Regions from separate parts of the Mus musculus genome. Here region 2 is linked to region 1. A link is a contact called in public promoter capture Hi-C data. All regions are on one chromosome and are shown on one strand. The core of a region is the stretch at or near the end of the contact, and the rest is flanking DNA. Distances in the headings are between cores, read along the strand shown.

Region 1 (3,173 bases), core at 136-2,635:
AGTCATAGACCCAGTAACAAGAACTGGAGCACAGGAATGGTGACTGGGATGCAAGAGGAGCATGCATGGTCATTAGAGTGAAAAGGCATTAGGCGTCATTAAGCCAATGCTACTAGGTGTTGCCAATCCTGACTTATGTTGGCCTTGGGGGTACTTGCTGATTTAGGTCAAAAGTGGGATGTGGGAATGGATGGTACACGAAACAGATAGGACGAATGGGGCCCCAGGGATGGTACGTGCAGGAAGGGGCTCTAGGGTCTGTTCGATAATAAAGCCCACACTCACACACCCATGTTCTACATATTTTGTCTTTGTTCTTTGGTACCCAAATAAACTACTGGTTTAAAAATTATGAGGTTTCTTGCTTATTTCATCCCACAAATGAAGGACAAATGTTCAACAGATTTGACCACTGGGCACTGTTTTCCTTTCTCCTCCATTGCCCTGAGATCTGCTTAGTACCCCCTATTATAGATGCTCCATGTACAGCAGCATCTGTCTTAGAGAGGCTACACAGTCTGAGGCCATCTGGAACAGAGAAAGAAAACCAATGAATCAAAGATACCTGATTTATGCTTTAAAAAAACAAAAACTTTTCATGATTGTAGAGTTTCTTTAAAATTGGTTCTTGGGTATTCATATACCTGAGGCTCAGGTCACCTCATAGTTGGCTCATATGTTCGCCCAGTAGACACTGGGTCTGAACTCTGTCATGTAGAAAACATATAAAATGCTGTTTTAGTGTGTTTACTTCACCTGTTCAGAAGTGTCAGTATTTGCTTTTGAGCATCCTGCTCTTTTGAGCAACTTGCTAATGACATCTGTAAGTAATTAAACTTATATTTTATGCAAACCATAGTCTTCACATCTCTTTAGTTTTCATAAATTCCTTCGAAGTAAGAACAAACTATATGTGGGAAACAGGCTTTCTTTTATGTGTGGAAACTTTGGGGCTCAGTAACTCATCCAAAACTATAAAACTTCCTAAATAGCCAAAAGCCTTAGTCCAAAGCCAAAGCTTTGAAACTTTCTGATACAGTTTTCCTGATAATCTTGTATAGACTTCATCATGTCCTAGGTCTCCTCCATCTCAACTGCAGAGCTGGATACCAGGAAATGGGACTGATTGCCAGACAAGTCTCAGGGCTACTGCATTTGTTTTTGTTATAGCCTGTGGTGAATACTCACTCCCTGCTAGTGTCAGGTCAGGGATATTGATTTGTTGGCTCTGAGAACTACAGCTGTTCTGGAGAGAGAGTTCAAGTTGTCAGCGGTCATTGTGACTCTTGAATCATTGTTTCTGGCGTGGTGCTTACGTGTAGCTGACTCCATGCTGCAGGTGAGCCAACTCCTATTAAAGAGTCTTGAGCTTCATCACCAGAGCTACCAGGCAGTTGAGATGGGGAGGCTGCTGCTGCTGGCTGGTGAGTGTGACAGAGCCTAGCAATGACATAGTCCAGGAGATAGCAGTTTGTCTTGTCTCTAGTGCCTAGCAGAGAAACCTGGGGCTTAGGGAGCTGGATTATGTGAATGTGGGGTAGAAAAGAAAAGAAAGGCACCTGTGGAGGAAGGGGCTGGGCAGTAGTTCTCCAACCTGGTGGTTTTCATGCTTGGGCTTCATCTTGGACCAGTTAATTTGAAATTTCTGATGAGAGGGCTATGATGTGTATGTGCGCACGTGCGCGTGTGTGTACGTACTTTTGAATTTGTAGCCAGAATTGAGAATCACTGGCCGAGAGCTTTAGCACACACTTCTAACCATCATTGTCCCTATGCAAAGCAGGTACATGTAGCATGCGATGTGCTTTAGAAAAGGAGCTTAGACTAGTTCCACTCTGTTAGCTTTGGAGGAGAGGAAACCAGTGACTGATGCATGTCTCTATTTGTGTGTCTACATGTGTACATGGTGCTGAGCTGGAGAGGGCACTTGCTAACTGGAGGGTGTGTGGAGTGTGCACTCTGCATGTGTGTATATGAATTTCTTCATTTCCTGCAGGGCTGGTTCTTCTGATGAAACACAGTGATGGTGAGGAAACCACTTCTCCTCCAGAGCCAGGGAGATTCTCTGGCTAGGAAATCTCTATTCAGCGTCTCCTGAACCTCTGCCTGTCATGGCTCCTTGGCCAGAGGTTATTAATCCAATACAATCCAACACAGGACTCTGGTTATTTGCTGTTTGTATGTATCCTTATGTGCCAGGATCTACTCTCATGAGGCATTCTTTCTTCTCTGGAGCCTCAGCAAAAGGTCAGGATGTCTGGGGGCATGCATAAGCAGCTTTGGTGTATGTTTACGGGGGATATGGAGGCTGTTACAGTGGCCTGGTCTCTGATTAGGCTTGTTGACTCACTCTACTGTCAAGAATCTGAGTTCCCTTCTTGCCCCATGATCTCTGCTGATTAATACTTGCTCTTCTTGCCAGGTACTGCCTACAAACTGGTGTGCTATTTCACCAATTGGGCACATAGTCGGCCAGGCCCTGCCTCCATCATGCCCCATGACCTGGACCCCTTTCTTTGTACGCATCTGATATTTGCCTTTGCCTCAATGAGCAACAATCAGATTGTGGCCAAGAATCTGCAGGATGAAAACGTTCTCTATCCAGAGTTCAACAAACTCAAGGAAAGGTATGTTAGATGTGTACTTGAGTTCTCAGATTTTATAGCTTGAAGGAGATTATGCCCACAACTCTTATTACTCTTAAAATTTCCTGGTTTTTCTAATTCAATTTTCCCTCAAATGGGGATCTGAGTACCTCTGACATAAGAGCTCTCCATTGACCTGAGCTCCTCCTTGCCTTGATGACTTGGTAGTGTTGCCTCTTCCTGAGTGTCTTCACGCTCCTTTCTCCTGGGAAACTTTGGCTCACCCTTTGAGCCCAGTTGTGAGGAGTTAATGCTGCTAATGTGCTTCAAAGAGGTCCTGAGAATCACAAATACTCAACAAATGTTAAAGTTCTTGCCTCTTGCAACTGCCAGGCTGTGAGTTTTCTTCTAAGGGGAGCTCTTTGAACACAGAATAGTTAGGGCATACACAAAGAAGCTGATGCTCAGGAGGTGCTGAAGTGTTTCCTGTCTGGCGCCTGTGGGTTCCTTCTCTGCCCAAGGGAAGGTCTGTTATTATATTAATAGAGAGTGATGGGCAGGTCAAGCTCCCAGGAAGTGGGATGCTTG
Region 2 (3,092 bases), core at 498-2,997, 1.4 Mb after region 1:
AGATGCAGAGCCAGCAGTGTTCTTGGAATGAACACCCAAGGTTTGGGGATTGGAAGGTTGGGTGTGAGCATCATTGTTTTTTTCTTCCTGTATAATCACCAGAGAAATATTTTCTTCTCTGTGGCCCCACTTTCCTCATCCTTAAATTTAGTTTAAAAACAAAATAACAAATTTCATTCCCTGATATACAGCACATGAAAGAGCTCCGTACGTACATTTTAAATAGAAAACACAGTATACATAGAAATTAAAAGCCTCTCCAATTCTTTTACCATACTACTCAGAGGGCTGCTGTGGCAGGCTGTCATGACCTATAAAACCGTCAGCACTAGGTGGTCCTTTTGTGAGTCTTCTAGACTTTTTGGTTTTTAAGATGTCTTTATCAAGACAAATCTCTCAAAAGTAGAGGGCTCTGAGTGGGCTTTCTGCTTGTGTTTAGGGAAACGGAAGTCTCAGAGATGTAGTTGCTAGTGAAGGCTCTGAAAGGCCACCAGGAGGGCAGACAGATCAAACTTCTGAGTGATGACCTGGGACAGAGCCAGGACTTCCAGTAGATGTGTCAGGAACAGATTCAGTAGCAAGTAAAAAGAGTGTTCTGAAGATGCCACAAGAAAACAGAAGCAACGACTCGGAGAGGAAACGAGATAATCAAGGAGGGACTTCAGATGGCTTTAAGGGACTGGTCAGAGGTAACGCAACAGGTGGTGGGGCAACTTACTGACTTGGCTTTGCTGACTCAGTTCTCCCTAGCCAGGCAACAGTCCTTGAGGGAGGGAAGAGGAGGAGCCTGTGGGGAAGCAAAAAGAAGGAAAGCAACTGGGGAATTGGGCCCTGGTTTGGCTGAATGTAACGAGTTTGCAGAGCAGCAGTCCTGACTCTGGCCTCCTTAGGCCCCAGAGCCTAGAACGGTACACAATCCTCTTACTCAGTTAACTCAGCAAACATTTATAGGCCTGCGAGTCAGTTCCCCGCAGTAGACCCACGTGGGATTGCTAGCCCTGGCGAGCCTCCTGCCTAGCGACCAGCAGAGGGCAGAAAAGACCCGCAGATGCCAAACTCTGCACAGCCTGCAGCCTAGCTTCTGGCGGGGAGGGGGGCGGGGGGAGGGGTGTGGGGAGAAACTAGGTCACTTGGTCCTGCCAAATGGCAACATTGACAGGGGTGGACACACTGGGACTCAACACAGAAACTGTGAGGCCTCGAACACCACCTTGCCAAGAGCACTCATGCCTCTGGGCTTGCAGAAGTCACCGTTGCTTGTAGAGGGAAGGATGAGATCGTGTGTGTGTGTGTGTGTGTGTGTGTCTGTGTGTGTGTGTGTGTGTGTGTGTCTGTGTGTGTGTGTGTGTGTCTGTGTGTGTGTGTCTGTGTGTGTGGTCTGTGTCTGTGTGTGTCTGTGTGTCTGTGTGTGTCTGTGTGTGTGTGTCTGTGTCTGTGTTGGGGGGGTGTTTGGTTTATTTTGCTTGAAATAGCTTGCTGCAGTACTTGGCTTTTTTTTTTTTTTTTAGATAAATTCTCACTCCAGACTCCAGGCTGGCCTGGAACTTAGGGTCCTCCTGCCTCACAGTGATGTACAGCTACATGTGGGATAGCTCAGGGTCGGGGCAAGGAAGTTCTTCCATCAAACAATTAAGTAGCAGGCTCACCTCAAGCTGTGTTTTAGAGTAAAGGGGAGGCCAGACCCATGCAGAGCACTGATGGGTGGGGCAGGTTGCCTCAAGAGAGTTTACCAAAGCTCAGAGCCCTCTTTGGTCTGGGAGGAAACTTCCATTTGGAGGTGAGGGGGAGGGCTAAGTGGACGGATGTGGCTAGGTGAATGCCAGATCATATTTCTTAATGGTTAGAGGACAGACTTGGAGTCAGATTAGCTCTTTCTCTTAGTCTTGCCAACCAGAGGTTATGAAACCTTGAGTCGGCCATTTCCAACCTCGTTTTTCTCCTCTGTAAGCTGGTGAGACTGTCATAAAGATGAAGTGGAAGAACTCTCCAGTGTGTGAAAGTGTTGTTGAGTCTCCTCCCCTCTGTCCTTCTTAGTGGCACACCATGTACCAGAATCATATCTGTGACAGGTACCTCTTGTGCTGGACAGGGAGGAGGGACACCCACGAGGCTATTAGTCCTTCAAGTAAACTTGTCCTTCAGGAATGCTGTTACAGTGGGGCCAGGAGGCTCCTCTCCATCGATGCACATAGTACCCTGCTACTAGAAAATGTGGGTGTCTGGGGCAAATGTTTTTCTGGCTCCTCAAATCACAAGGCCTTTGGGGGACGAGGAATTAGTAAGTTAAAAATGGTCTTGATGAGAGGAAAGTTGGAGACAGGATGATACTCCATTTCTTCTCATGGACTCTGTGAAACGTAGAAGGTCCATCTGAGTGCCTTGTCTAGGACTGCTTTATATGAGTGAGTCTGGAAGACATTATGCTAAGTGAAACATGCCAGGCTTGGAAAAACAAATACTGCATGCTCTCCTGTGAGGAAGCCAAAAGTCAATCTCGCTGAAAATGAGCACGGGATGGTCGTGACTCGAGGCTGGGGAAGGGCTGGCTAATGCATAGCATTGTGCAGGAGGAATATATTCTACTGTCCTATCATCACAGTAGGGGGACATAACTTATGGTATATTTCAAAAGAGCTGAAGGAAAGGTTTTGGAATGTTTCCGACATAAAGAAGAGATATATGATTGAAGTATGCTAATCACTTTAATCCAATCATTAAACATTGTATATAGTATTACAACTATCACAATTCACCTCATAAATATGAATAGTTATTTTGAGGTTTTTTTTTTTAAAGAGCAACTTGTGAGTGTTTTCTCTTCATTAAGCCCTGCAGCAATACCTGTGCTGCCTTTCTATGTCAACAGAAGGAAATCAGGCATGGATGCTCTTACATAAAACAGCTAAGCACAGTGTTCCATACTTATTACTTGGCAATGAGGCAAGAACCTTGGAGAACTAGTTTGAGGTTTTAGTGATCAAAAAATAAATGAAAATGAGGCTCAGAGAACCATGCAACCAGGGAAAGGAACTTTCCCGTCCTTTTCTATGCTCTTAGGTTCTTTCTCTGTGACCATTTGGACATTTGGCTGG

The links. Promoter capture Hi-C pulls out the DNA fragments that hold promoters and counts their contacts.
Region 2: a contact with region 1 is called in a promoter capture Hi-C map of the C10 cell line, with 5 times the contacts expected there. The contact joins the enhancer-like site here to the promoter of Ovgp1 in region 1. A contact is called at or near these places in 4 of 39 promoter capture datasets (the 3T3-L1 cell line, the C10 cell line, hippocampal neurons and 1 more) and 2 of 115 datasets of contacts at active chromatin or transcription factors (embryonic stem cells and microglia).

What each region holds. Positions count from the first base shown.
Region 1 is chr3:105,972,417-105,975,589 of GRCm38.p6, forward strand. It overlaps Ovgp1 (oviductal glycoprotein 1), which reads left to right and starts at 1,386. Exons shown (of 11, transcript NM_007696.2): 1 at 1,386-1,424; 2 at 1,997-2,026; 3 at 2,423-2,627. The coding sequence starts at 1,400.
Region 2 is chr3:107,356,309-107,359,400 of GRCm38.p6, forward strand. No RefSeq gene overlaps it. Among named protein-coding and RNA genes, the nearest start is that of Gm35700, 7.0 kb to the right of the region's middle. Within about 2 kb of position 1,748, at least 94 of the 459 cell types and tissues checked have an H3K27ac peak or open chromatin away from gene starts, as enhancers often do. A contact at or near this core is called in embryonic stem cells, where this site is marked.